Linked DNA regions of Mus musculus: region 2 is linked to region 1. The links are chromatin contacts, called in public Micro-C maps. All regions are on one chromosome and are shown on one strand. The core of a region is the stretch at or near the end of the contact, and the rest is flanking DNA. Distances in the headings are between cores, read along the strand shown.

Region 1 (7,231 bases), core at 3,497-5,996:
AATGGGAAGGGTGGCTTCTGTTTCTCTTATAACCCTAATACTATGCTATACACCAGCCCTGTGGAAAGCCCACATGCCAAGGACCAGTGGCCTCCTCCTGCCACCTGCCATTTGAATGAGGTCATCTTCACAGTATAGTTCCCTGACTTCTCCAGACATTGCTCCAAGGGAGAATGTACAGGCAAGATGGACTGCGCAGCTCATCCATGCTCATGGGAGGACTCTTCTCTGAGGTGACCTCAGTCTGCCTTGCCTCCTCTTCCTTCCTGCCAGTAGGTATCACTCACTGGGGTCTGGGATAAGCCTTAGTGTTGCTTGCAAAAACTTCTGTTCCCTGTCTCTTCTGCTGTTTTCCATATAGTTCAGTGGGGTCTTGGGGTTGGTTCTGGCCAAGGGACTAATGAGCTGTAATGTGCGTCCCTTCTGAAATACAGGTAGTTCCTGCCTGTCCAAGTGCTGGGTTTTTTTTTTTTTTTTCCCTATCTTGAGCATTCTGGAAGAGCATGTCAGTGTGAAGTGCCATGGAGCAAATCAGCCTGAGTTGGGGGTCTGATGCCCTCTTCTGGCCTCTGCAAGCACTGCATGCAGGTGGTGTGCTAACATACCTGCAGGCAAAACACCCCTGTACATATTTATTTAAAGTAGTCTGGATTGCCAAACCACTTCAGGGTGGTATTAGCACCAGGAGAACGTTAGAAATGTGAAATGATCACTATACCGCCCTGGCCAGTGTGGTGCCTTTCCCACTCAGTTGTAAAACACTTACAGTGTGATACAGAGTTCTGTGGACTCTGCATAGTCGGAGTGTGGTCAAGTTCTGACACTTGTTGGGTGTTCCTATACAATGTAAACAGCTGCCTATTTCCTGTAATTCACACCTGCCCTTCTCAGGCTATCCCCCTATCTGGCTCCATTGATAATCTGACCCCTTCACGGTACTCCATAGCTCACCACGTAAAGTGCAAAGGCCTTGCTGGTTCTCAAGGCCTTCAACAGGCCAAGAAAAGCCCCTTTCCAGGCTCAGTCCATGCCGCTCCTTGGACTCTAGGTGTGCACCAGAACAGAAAGGAGTCAGTGGGTTCCTACTGCTAGTAGGAACAGTAGACTAAAGAACCAGCAGAAACTGGGCTTCCCAGATGAGACTAGGCACATCCGCTCCAAACTAGGGGTCTGGGAAGTATCTTAGGAAGAGTTTGAGCTGAACACTGAAGACATGTAGGAATTCCCTAGGCACATGGGCCCCTACGGAAATCTAACCCTGGCGAATAGACAAGAATGGCATGCAGAGCTGAAGGGGCAGGCAGAGGCCATGTGAAGGCCTTCGTTAGCAATGAGGCTTTATTCTCCACAGTCTAGGTCTTCAAAATAGTTTAAAGAAATGACTGAGGTTAGCTAGGAGCTGGAGTGACACAGCAGAGAATGGGGAGCTCAGGGTAGCCTGGGTTTCACAGTAGGACCTGTGTCAGAACAAACTCAGAAAAGAGACGCATGCCTGCAACCCCTGCATGGACAAGCAGAGGTAGGAGGATCAGGAGTTGAAGGACATCTGGATTACAGAGTGACCTGTGGGGCAGGCTGGCTTACATAAGACACTGCTTCAGAAAACTGAGATGGAACACTTGCTAGCAAAAACTGACAGCAATGTCTCTGTCTCTCCCTCCCTCCCTTTTTCTTTCTAGTCGGGAGTCTATCACAGGGTTTCTTTTCCCTCCCTCCCTCCCTCCCTCCCTCCCTCCCTCCCTCCCTCCCTCCCTCCCTTTCTTTCTTCCTGCTGTTTGGGACAGGTTCTCTCTGCTCTCCTGGAACTCACTACTATATCAGACTAGCTCTGAATTTCCAGAGATCTGTCTGCTTCTACTGGGATCAAAAGTGTGTACAAGCAGCTCTCAAGGCTTCTTACACTTTCCTTCTCACAAACCTCTCTTCAGCTGAATTCATGTTCTGTACACCCAGAACGTGAAATGTACAAATCAAACATCTGCTGGAAATGACAAGTTTGTGTATTTGTGTGGGTGGGTGGGTGTCCTCCTCAGTCATTCTTGACCGAATCTGGAGTTTGTCATTTTAGTCATACTAGCTGGCCACATGCCCAAATGATTCTCTTGTGGGATTACAGGCACCCACAACTGTACCTAGCTTTGCTGACCTGAAGACATACTTGTGCCATCTCCATAGCCCCCCAGATTTGTTTTAAATAAAATTCTTTAATACACATAAACTATCTGGTCTATATTTATAATCTTAATAGTTATTAAAGATTAAAGCATCCAGCCCAGCTAAGACTACATGAAGAAATTAAAGCAAGTTTTCATACTAATAAGATGGATTTATTTTTATATAACTCTTGGCTGAAGGCTGGGTATAGTGGTGCATGCCTTTAATCCTAGCACGTGAAAGGCAGAGGCAGGCAAAACTCTCTTGAGTTCTAGACCAACCTGATCGACATACAGACAGCCAAGGCTAGAGTAAAACCCTGTCTTAATTCAAAAAACAATCAGTCAAGCTTGGCTGAATATTTGACAGTTCTCCATGTAGAACCTCTTCAATATTTTTCAGAACTAATACTTTGATTTGATACTTGTCAACACTGAGTGTGCTGCTTCATAGAGTACAAAATGGCAGGTGTAGTGTAGCCTGGTTGGTTTTGTCAACTTGACACAACCTGGAATCACCCAGAAAGAGACAACTTCAATTCAAGCACTACCTCCAAGGGCTGCAGAGATGGCACAGGGATGGGACAGCCCAGCAAGCAAGAAGTCCTGGGCTCACACTTCACTCAGCGCTTAATACTTCAAGAGGCAGTGCCACACACCTGGAATCCTAGTAAGAGATGGCGGTGAAACTCGGGGGTATCCTCTGCTGTACGTGAGCTCAGGATAACTGGAATACATGGAATTCTAGTAAAAAAAAGAATAAAATGAAACTAAGCCAAACATTCTAACATGATCCCAAGGATCTTAAAAAATACTGACTGGACATTATCTGGCATGGTGCCTACACAAATGAAAGACAGTGCATATTTTTGTTGTGTTTTTTATGTGATTTTCTTTTTCTTTTTTGGTTTTTCGAGACAAGGTTTCTCTGTTTCCTGGCTGTCCTGGAACTCACTATGAGACCAGGTTAGCCTCGAACGCAGAAATCCACCTGCCTCTGCCTCCCAAGTGCTGGGATTAAAGGTGTTCGCCACCACTGCCCGGCTTTTTTTGGGCGGGGGGGATTTTCTTTTCTTTTTTTTTTTCCATTTTTTATTAGGTATTTAGCTCATTTACATTTCCAATGCTATACCAAAAGTCCCCCATACCCACCCACCCCCACTCCCCTACCCACCCACTCCCCCTTTTTGGCCCTGGCGCTCCCCTGTACTGGGGCATATAAAGTTTGCGTGTCCAATGGGCCTCTCCAGTGATGGCCGACTAGGCCATCTTTTGATACATATGCAGCTAGAGTCAAGAGCTCCGGGGTACTGGTTAGTTCATAATGTTGTTCCACCTATAGGGTTGCAGATCCCTTTAGCTCCTTGGGTACTTTCTCTAGCTCCTCCATTGGGAGCCCTGTGATCCATCCATTAGCTGACTGTGAGCATCCACTTCTGTGTTTGCTAGGCCCCGGCATAGTCTCACAAGAGACAGCTACATCTGGGTCCTTTCAATAAAATCTTGCTAGTGTATGCAATGGTGTGGATTTTATTTTCTTGTGTGTGTGTGCATGAGTGTCCCTGGAGGCTGGAGCAGGGCATCAAGTTTATTGGAGCTAATGTTACAGGCAGTTGTGAGATGTTGGCATGGGTGCTAGAACCAATTCAGGTCAGCAAACATTTTTTGTTGTTTATGTGCATTGATGTTTTGCTTGCATGTCTGTCTATGTAAGGACAGTTGTGAGCTGCCATGTGGGTGCTGAGAATGGAACACAGGTCCTCTGGAGGAGCAGTCAATGCTCTTAACCACTGACTCCCCCAGCAAACATTCTTATACAACACCCCTCTGGTCTCCTCAGGACACATGTGTACATACACATTTTTTTTTAATAAAAAATACTCCCAAGTTGCAACTTTTTGAAGCTGATCTCTTTTTTAGCTGAAGGACGAGTTCCTCGAGTATTGCCATATAAAATAGAACTAGGGTGTGGGTCTCTTGGACTCAGCTATCAAGGTCAGTGGTTCTTAGGAGCAATCAGTGCTGTCTAACTGTTCATGCCACGAGGCCAGTGGTTATTTTGGTCTGACTCATCCTTTAGTCCCATGGGCTATCTTTTCCAGCCTTGTGATTGTGTGGGAACTTGTTCAAGGATCAGCAGATGTGGAAGGGACCCAGGCGATCTCATCTCAGGCTCTGGACCTGAATGTTTGCAGCCTGAAATCACTCACTACCTGGACGAAGAGCAAATCCACTTTCCTGTCCTGTTTCAGACTTGGGTCTCAAATAGAAGAGGTAGCCTTAGCATAGTTTACAGGTCCCCCCCCCCCCCCCCCGTTCTAGCCACCCAGCCTAGCGAAGTTCCTTGGTAGTTTGCAGCAGGTCAGTTCCGGCCTCTCGGGTGAGTCAGATTTACCCCTTAGCCTCGTATTGGCTCAGCTCCACCTCTCGGTGTCTGTCCAGTCTCGGGGAGCGTCTCCACCCTCACAGGATAGCGGCCCAGGACTACTCCTATTTAGGACATGAGCTGCCACGTGCCCAAAGCATGCTGGGTGCCCCTGGGGAGGGGAAGACCCGCAGGACGCCGGATCACGCGCCCGTTACGCACCGCCCCCACGTGACCCGCGGTGTGTTCCGGAGATGAATTGCTTCCGGGTTTCAAAGTAACCCTCCACTCTAAGGCGAAAGGGGGCGGGTATAGAAGGTAGGCTGTAGAGTCGCCTAACATCCATTTCCGTACGTTCTGCCCCACTCCCCCAAGGTGTCGCTGAGACCCTTGACTGCGTCTCCGGGGCTTAGCAGGTGGCAGAGCACGCTCCGGAGCCTCTCGTAAAGTTCCGCCGCGCGTGGAACAAAGGCCTTCAAGCCACGCCCGGCGCCGCCTGCTACTCAGGGGGAAGTAGGTAACTAGGCTCACTCCATTGGCCCTTCGGGTGAGTGATGGAAGCACCGGCCAACCGCTGCCTGCACAAGATGCGTGCGTAGTACTCAGAAGGTTCAGCAAGGGTGAAACTACGTGAAGCTCTAGTTTTGGGCAGTTTCTCTGGGGCTCTGAGGAGGTGCGCATGCGTAAAACCCCCATCGTCAACTTCCTGCACAAATTGAGAATTAGCACCCTCAGCCTTGGCAATTTTACTGAGATTGACAGCACTGCGTAAGATCTGGCATTGCCTGGGCGTTCCAGAAGGAGAATCCGACAGGCGAATGCAACGATTTGTCATTGTCAAAACTGTTAACCACAAAGTCCACGCCGAAAAACTGCGTGATTGAATTATTTAAAAAAGGGGGCTGGAGAGATGGCTCAGTGGTTAAGAGCACTGATTGCTCTTCCGAAGGTCCTGAGTTCAAATCCCAGCAACCACATGGTGGCTCACAACCATCTGTAATGAGATCTGATGCCAGTCCAGGGTGTCTGAAGACAGCTGCAGTGTAGTTACATATAATAAATAAATAAATAAATAAATAAATAAATGAATGGTGTAGTTACATATAATAAATAAATAAACAAACAAATAAATATTTAAAAAAGAAAAAAATCGCGGGGCTGGGGATGTAGCTCCGAGCCCGGAGTTCTGCTGGAGTTCGACCTGGTGTGTGCATATAGGATTAGAAGTTCAAGGCTATCCCGAAATATAAGAGACTCTGGTCTAAAAAAAAAAAAAAAAAAAAAAAAGAGCCACAAATGATTTTGTTTGGAGAAGTAGTCACAGATGCCGTCCACTTTAATGGGCCACAGGTTGGACACGCCTTGCTCTATTTTCCTGTCTTCTGGCGGTAAGATTATAGTGCGAATAGCCTGAGAGCTATTGGCCTGAATCTGTGCAGACACCTTGCTACAGTAGTAAGAATATTTATTTAGAGAGGTTTCACAGTTTGTCTTATACTCTTTCACTCAAGAGGTCCTCACATAACCCTTCTATTGGGATGGAGGTATAGCTTAGTTTAATGGTAGAGCACTTGCCTAGAAGGAGTTCCGTTCCCAGATTACAGTGGCCGCCACATCGTGTAGACAGATCCCAAGCTGAGGCTTAAGATGCTGGAGTCCCAAAAAACACTGTCCAGGTGAAGCAGCCAAGAGGCCCTATCTCCCCACCCAGGGGTCCTATATTGTTAGGGACTGTTGCTCGCAGTGACCTAGTGTCAAGTTGGGATAATTACTCTTTTTTTTTTTTTTTAAGATTTTATTTATATAAGTACACTGTAGCTGTCTTCAGACACACCAGAAGAAGGAATCAGACCCCATTACAGATGGTTATGAGCCACTATGTGTTTGGTGGGAATTGAACTCAGGAACTCTGGAAGAGCAGTCAGTGCTTTTTTTTGGGGGGGGGGGGGTTTCGAGACAGGGTTTCTCTGTATAGCCCTGGCTGTCCTGGAACTCACTTTGTAGAGGCTGGCCTCGAACTCAGAAATCCGCCTGCCTCTGCCTCCCAAGTACTGGGATTAAAGGCGTGCGCCACCACGCCTGGCAGTCAGTGCTTTTAAATACTGAGCCATCCAGGGATGGAAGAGCATAGGCAGAGTTAAAGTTGTTGAAGTTCAAATATAACAAAATAACAGAAGCATTGGCAGAGCCGAGGGCTGGTAAAGGTGGGGTGTGTTGGTAGTTACCTGAGCAGAGTTGGAGGGTGGGATGGAAAAGAGCACAGGCAGGGTGCGTGCGGCTGGCATCAGCCTGCTTACTGGTTAAATGCTGGGACTCTGGCATCCATTTTATATGTATAAAGAATAATTTAAATGGTGGGCCTAGTGACAAAAATGCTTGGGACACTAAGGATTGTGAATTCAAAGCTGGCTTGGACTGCACAGCAAGTCCAAGGCCAGTCTACTGGTTTGCTTTCTAAATTGTAATAAAGCATTCTAACCAAAAGCAGCTTGGGAAGGAAAGGGTTTATTTCACTTACAAGTTTATTAACTTACAAGTTAATATCCCTCGCCAGAAGAAGTCAGGACAGGAGCTAAAGGCAGGAACCTGGATGAAGGAACGGAAGTGAAAACAATGGAGAAACACTGTGTTCTGGCTTGATCCCTTCAGCTAGTATTTTATGCCGTTTTAAAGATTTATTTAGGGACTGGAGAGATGGCTCAGCAGTTAAAAG
Region 2 (7,231 bases), core at 3,383-5,882, 1.1 Mb after region 1:
TGGGTAACAGCTGGTGTTTGGACTCTCTAGTAAGAACGGGCACAGCCTTCTTGAGTCATCAGGAATGCCACCAGTCCCACTTGGTTCCCATGGGAGTGATGGGTCACTCAGGCCCCTCCCTGTCCCTGGCACTCAGGTGGGCAGGAGTCTCGACGGGGCGCTGGGAGCAGGAAAACGGGTTAGACAAGGCCTGATTGCTCCCAGGCACCACCCATGCATTGTGTGTCCACCCTAAACCCTAGGCTCCTGTTCCTTCCCTAAGGACCTGGGGAGGGGGCGGCCAGCTAGCCAGCACATGGTGGCAGGCCTGGGGCAGCCCCATAGCTCCCCTGGGGCCTTGTTCCCTTGGCCTCACCCGTGTATCCGGTTTGATTTGGAAGCAGCTCCTCCCTGCAGCTGCCCCATCCCTTCCAACCACACACCCATTACAGTGGATTTTAAGCCAACTCCAAAGATGTTCCTACAGGTGGTGCCTCAGTTTCCTCAAGACGGTGAGCTGGGTATATTTAGTGGTTGCTGTGTGACAGCGACAAGAGAAGAAGCCTCCTCTTACCTATCTCTGTGATTGACGGCAGAAAAGCCCCAGAAATGCACCCCCCCCAAAAAAAAAAAAAAAACCTGGCCACTTGGTTCAAAACCTGCTGGCAAGGTAGCTGTATCCAGTTGGTATCTGGTGGAGAGAGCAGAAGGCCGGGTGCCAGGAATCCCAAACCATAACTCCTAGGAGACCCGACCTGTCTGTTAGGCACAACCTCTTTAATTGAATCTGTCATCCTACTTAGCCTAGCAGCGAGGGAGGTGCACATAGGCCCCAGCTGCTAACCACGCCTCGAGGGTTACCCCCCTCCTGCTCTCAGCGTGGGGTGGGCTAGCATCTGGGGACTGTGTGCCCTGCTCCTTCAGGGAGTTTCCATTCAGCCCTCCATGTCATCTCCTTGTTGCCTCCTACTTCTCCGCAGAAAGGCGTCCTCCCCGTTCTTCTATAGGTCTTACTGTGTCCCACCGGCTTGCAACGCCCTGGGGGCATCCCGACTCTTCTCACATCAACAGCGCCCCTGCTTCCTAGGCCCGCAGAACTCAGCCTTCAGCTTTCAGTGTCCGCGGGGGACAGTACGGGAGGTGGGGGAGCGGAGAAGGAGCAAACGTCTCCCCCTGGGACAATTAGGGGCAGGTAAACAGGGTGTCTAACAAGACCCTGGAGAACGGAAAGGCTCCCAAGAGACTCTGAACTTGTTAAACCCCTATCCTCGGCTTTAGAAGTCAAGATGTAGAGTTAAGAGAGTGGAGAAAAATGCAGAGACTAGGTTCTTCCCCTCTACTGCGCGTCCCCGAGGCTGCGCGCCGCCCGCTCCAGCAGGCGAGGCCCGACCACGTGTGCGCGGCGTGGAGTCCGCGCGCCAAGGCTGGGGGGTGGGGGTGGGCAACGGCGGCGGCGGGAACGCTCCCAGGGCGGCGCTTGCACACTGACACCCCCGCGCCCCGCCAGCTTCGTCCTGGAGGGGAAGCAGCGCGCCGGTCACCCCCGCCCCTCGACCCTGCGACAGTAGCGACAGCAGCGGCGGCGGAGGTTTATTGATCTGCAGCGGCGGAGAAGAGCGAGGACCCGCCGAAAGCGAGACATACAGGGATGGAAAGACTCTGCCATATACAGAGGGGAGGCGAACACAGACGGATTCGCCCGAAAGGGAAAGGGAGGGAGGGAGGCACAGAGAGAGAGAGAGAGGGGAAGCCAGAAACCGGGAAAGGGAGGAAATGAATGAGAACCAAGCAAGACTTGGGGGAAAAAAAAAAAACGGCAAAGAGTCAGCATTGAGTCCAGAGAGGCCCACAGCAGAGGAGACAGCGCAGAAGAGAAATCTGGACACACTGGCGAGCAGACGAAAACTGACCACCACGGGCGTAGTAGAGGTCTCAATAAATATTTGTTGAATGAATGTGTGAATGATAGTCGTCAGCAACAGCAACGTTTCCTAGATAGGTAGGGAGATCACGAGAAGAAGATGCTCTAGAGGAGAGTAGCAACACCTTCGTTTTAGTTCACAGAAATGAGGCTCTGGAGAGGGGGAAAGACATGTTTGGCCTTCAACTCCGCCCCCATTCAGTCCCCGACGCAGGAGACCCCACGGCTTCACACTCTCACCACTCTCTCCAATAAGGTTGCTCCCACCGCGTCCTAGTTTCTGGGCCAGGTTAGGAAAAGGTCTCGATTATTCCCAGGGACTATAACTCAAGGGGCTGACTGGGGGAAGGGGTGATAGCTAGGTAGCCAGGACCCAGCCACCCGCCCCAGGTCTGTCGGAGTAGGCTACTGCAGGTCTGTCAAAGGAGGCTATTGCACGTGTCCCACCAGCACCCTCCCACGTGACCCCAAGAGGCGGGGTCGCAGACCCTCCCCACGTGACCCCAAGGGGCAGAGACCCTCTACACGTGATGAGAGGTGGGAGCCAGGAACCTAGATCACGTGACTGGGGGGGCCTGGGAGCCTGTGGCTCAGCCCGGCCCCGCCCCCAGCTCCCCGGCCCTCTCCACTCCCGGCTCTGGAGCACGTCGCTCTCACGATTTATGGGGCCGCGGATGCCGCAGTGAGAGAGCCGGGGAGTCCGGGCGCAGCGGCAACAAAGGCCCGGGAAGCGGGGCGGGGGCGGCAGCGGCCTCCTGGTCCGGTGTGCGCCGCCTCCTACCTCCGTCGGTCCCTGCCCACACCGGAGTGGAGAGGGCGAAAGGAGGTTCTGGGAACCATCCCGTTCCGGAGCTTTCACCTGCGCCCAGGTGTATGCGGGGGAGGTGAACCTGATCAACGCTCCCCCCAAGGCTATTTCCACACCCCCTAGGCTCTGGCAAGCTACCAGCAGTGGGGTTCCCCAAGGGTGGCGGGGAACCCAGGGTCTCTCGCCTGCGAGCTCTCTGCTCGTGCCAGACTGTAGCGGGGCGGGGGTCGGACGTGTAAATCTTAAGGGGGGGATGAGCAAGATAGATACAGCAGGGGAGTCAGCCCTCGGGGCCCCCCGGGGAGGATGGAGTCCCGCTCCGGGGGGGAGGGGCTGCAACCCCACCCCCGAGGTTTCCATGGGAAGCGAAAGGGGGGCGTCATTAGCTCATCCCCACCCCCAGTCTGACACTCTGGGCGCGAGGAGAAAGAGGGGGAGGCGCAGAGCCCCAAACAACAAAGAGCAGAGCAGCAAGCAGGAGCCCCTCCCCCGGAAGGTTGGGGGTCGTGGTCGAGGCCCTTCAGGTCCCCTCCCCTGGGGTCTCACCATTTGTTCCCTAGTCGGCCCCCAGGGCGGAGAGTCAGAAGCAAAGCTGCCGCCACCGCCCGGGCAGGTGTGACAGTGATCCCCGTGTCCCCAGGGATCCCCCTACCAATACACTGAGGTGGCCAGAGTGATACACACGACAGCTCGGCAGGGAGAAGACAAGGGCAGCAAGGACTGTGCAGAATGATGGCCCGGTCCGGCAGCCGGCACCGAGCCGCCGCGCCACACACCGGAGGAAACCACACGGCCGCCCTGACACCCGCCCAGACCGCGGCGGCGCCAAGAGCCACCCCAGCCCAGACAAGACTGGCCACGCGGACACCGACCGCAGCCCCCTCCCCGATCCGCCGCCCGCTCCCACCCCTAGACGGTCGCCGACGCAGACACACAAATCACACACAGACACACGCACACTGACAGCCGCGCACGCCCGTTCACACTCAGTGCCATACGCCGTCCCTAGCTTCAGTGCGTGTGTGTGTGTGTGTGTGTGCGTGTGTGTGTGTGTGTGTGTGTGTGACATGCCGACATCTCTGCCTTCTTCCTTCTCACCAGTACCCTGCGTTCCTAGGGCCCCCCAACTTCGCGACCCTGGCCCGGCTCACCCCAGCAGGGCTTATTCACACAACCAGAGCAACCCCTTACCCTTCGTCCTGAGGAGGTGGAGAATCGGAGTTCCTGCCTTAATGCCGAACCCCACTTTTAAAACCAAGAGTCTTAAGCAGAACCCCATCAACATTACAGGCTGAAAACAGGTCATCCTTCAGCTCCCAAACGCAGCGGCCTATCCCTAGCACACCGGTACTCACAGACTTCAACCTAGCCAAAAGGAGCGTGGATGGTGGGGGAGACTACGGGACAGAGAACACTATTCCATTGGCGAGTGTGGAGAGAAACCAAGATGGGGTTAGGGACCCCCAACAGCCTCCTCCGCACGGCCAGAGCGCTCTTTACTATGCCCCAACAGCTTCTCTCAGACACCCCCGAGTTTCACAGACGCCCACATAGTGCGTCCCCTCTCCCTCGCCTCTCGGTACCAAGCCTGTCTCCCAGGACTGCTGCCAGGTTCCCCTAGGACTTCTCGGGCCCACCAGCTCCCCCATCACTGACGCGGGACGCACGGGTTCTCCGGGTCCCCGACTCACTGCTGATTGGAGCTGTTCCAGTATACCGCATGCCGGTTTCCCAGTGCGCCCCCAGGCCCCTGGGCCAGCAGCGGCAGCAGCGGCACGGGCACGAGCAGCAGCAGCAGCAGCAGCGGAGCCGCCGCCATCCCCGGAGCCGCCGCCGCCGCCGCCCCCCGACTGAGCCCCGCACTCCCGGCTTCTCAGCTTCCCAGCTCCCTGCTGCCGCCGCTGCCAGCCCCCAATCTTAGTCACGCCCACAATCCTTCCCTCCGCCCTTCTGGGCGCGCCCCCGAAGCCCCGCCCCTGGCGCGCTCACGCGGGGCTCCGCCCCACTTGAGCCCAGAGCGCGCCGCGCGTGGGCGACCCATACTGTGTAGCCCCTTTAGGAACAACGCGCCTCTCCTCTCTCCTAGGTGATTTGCTGCAGAGGTTTGCGTCTTTAGGTCCCCCAAGCTTGGAGTTCACAGAAGGATTTGGAAGCCAAGACCTGGACATACATCTGGTGTAGGTCCACACCTTTCTCCATAGAGTGTGGGGGCGTTGAGCGAAGATCTACGTCTGGAATAAGCAAGAGTAGACCCATATCGGACCTCTACTTCCTCCACCCCTTTCCATGTGTGCAAGGAGTTAAATGGACACAAGATGGGGAAGCCTTCAGGTGGTACCAAGAGCTAACAGCTGGCTGCCTGAAGGCCCTCACCTGAAGCCAAACCAGAACACCTCAGCCCAGAGTGTCACCTTCTGGGGGCTGGGCACAGTAGCTATACTTCCTTAATCCTGACACTCTAGAAGCAGAGCCTGGCAGATCTCTGTGAGTTCGAGGGCACCTACATTGGTCTGTGTAACAAGTACCAGGCCAGGCAGGGCTACGCAGCGAGACCGTGTCCCCCCACCCCCACCCCCCGCCCCGTCTCAAAAAAAAAAAAAAAAGCCTAAGCCTTCTATGGTAATCCAGGGCAAAGGTATTTGGTGGTGGTGAGTTGCCAAGGCGAGTTGGAGCCAGGCAGGAATGGAGCAGTCTTCTTGGAAAGCCCACAGAGGTCCCCTCACTGCCTCCGATTCCCTCAGTGATGTCCTTAGGCACGCTCATTCCTGCTTCCATAGATGCTTTCTCTAAGGACAGAGGGCACCTTATATTCCAGCACTTGCCACAGCAGTTGTCTTCTTAGGGACATACAGGCACAAAGATGACATGCACACAGCGATGGGAGAGAAAAAAAATAAAGGTGTCCATATCCAGAAACAGGAGCAATGGACACTTGACATACAGTCCAATCTAGGCACACAAGGTGCCTATAGAGTAGAAATTGGTGTAAACATAGGCCCCTAGACAGAGACACTGACGTATACAGACACACTCTTCTCCCATGTGATTGACCCTCTTTGTGAGGGATCCAGAATACAGATCTACTAGGCATTCACCCCTTATCTTGTCTCTTTCCCAGAAGCCCAGACTGAAAGACAAAGCAGAACCGGGCCTTACTGGGTTCTTAGAACCCACAGCACCTGTGCCCAGGGAGGCAGGCACATTGCTGTTTTGTTGTGTTTCAAGAGGTAGGAAAGATAGCAGCACCTCAGTCAGTTACCTTTGGCAGTACAAGGCCCTGACCACACGCCTGCCTTGGGGGAAGGGCACCGCATGCACAGTAGGTACCATGCCTCCCTGCTGCTAGGCAAGAGTGGGTGCTGTCCTCCTGGGATACCTCTCCACTCCTGGGAGATACCTTCTCTCTCTTCTTGGGAGCCAGAAAATAAATGAGGCCCTTTGAGATGGGAGTGAGGGACTTTGCAAACAGCTCTCTTCATTCCCAAAGAGATTTGCTTCACCCAAATAATGCTAACTGCCTACTCCTGGGAGTTCCAGCCCCAGCCCCAGCCCCAGCCCCAGCCCCAGCCCCAGCCTCAGCCCCTCTGTGCCATACCTTTGCTTCAAAGAAGTAAGCGTCTCTCTGTAAGGCAGCGTCACCGGGTAGCCTGCCCACAAGCATACGAGTGCAGGGTGCTGGACTGGTCCAGAACTTTTTTTTTTTTTTTTTTTTGAAAACTTAAGATTTCTGTTTCTAGAATCTGGGCTCCAAACTGGGAATGTACTTATTGGTAGGGCATTTGTATGAGAGCCTAGGTTCAATCCCCATAACTGGAAAAATACACAAATAATAAAACCTGGCTTTAATTTAAAGATTTGTGTGATTTGGGCCCCATTCTCTAGAGCCCAGAAATTTCTCTTTAGAATGTTGTACTCCACCCTCTCTGACCAATAGTCATCCATAGAGCTTCATAGCGGGAGAGGCGGCTCACAGGTTAAGAACATTTTCTATTCTTCTAAGAGGACCCAAGTTCATTTCCCATGACCCACACCAGATGGTTCACAACTGTCTGTAACTCTAGCTCTGGTGGATCTTACACCTTCAAAAGGTACCTGTACTCACTCACACACACACACACACACACACACACACAAGGGGGGTCCACACATAATTATAAATAGTTTTTTAAAGGGGGGCTGTTTTCCTTGAACTGTTTCCCTTGTTTTCCTGGGACCCTCTTTGTTTAACCCTGGGTTTAAGACCATCTTTTTTTTCTCTGGCCAAAATCCGACTTTGAACACTCTGTGGGGCCTGTGTCTGTGGGATCTGATCCTCTGGTATTCAGGCTTCTTCCATGGAAGTGTTAGCTGACTGATTTGGGCCCCTCTATGAAGATTCTGTCTCTAGAGTGCACTCTTGGCAAGTGGTACTTTGTACAAAAAAAAAAAAAAGCAAACAAAAAACGTGCAACTTCCTTTGGTGGGAAGTGGGCTTATGTGTCTCCCCATCTTAGTAAGGGAGTGTGAGCTAATGCTAATGCCAG

What was found. A called contact is a pair of places that touch in the nucleus more often than the background predicts.
Region 2: a Micro-C map of embryonic stem cells shows a contact between it and region 1, with 4 times the contacts expected there. The contact joins the promoter of Efna3 here to the promoter of 1700113A16Rik in region 1. A contact is called at or near these places in 1 of 39 promoter capture datasets (liver) and 1 of 484 Hi-C or Micro-C datasets (embryonic stem cells).

The regions. Positions count from the first base shown.
Region 1 is chr3:88,173,039-88,180,269 of GRCm38.p6, forward strand. It overlaps 1700113A16Rik (RIKEN cDNA 1700113A16 gene), which reads right to left and starts at 4,747. Exons shown (of 3, transcript NR_045997.1): 1 at 4,549-4,747; 2 at 2,813-2,897.
Region 2 is chr3:89,318,307-89,325,537 of GRCm38.p6, forward strand. Efna3 (ephrin A3) reads right to left here and starts at 4,633. Exons shown (of 5, transcript NM_010108.2): 1 at 4,400-4,633. The coding sequence starts at 4,527. Gm15998 (a long non-coding RNA gene) reads left to right here. Exons shown (of 2, transcript XR_003954662.1): 2 at 1-1,934.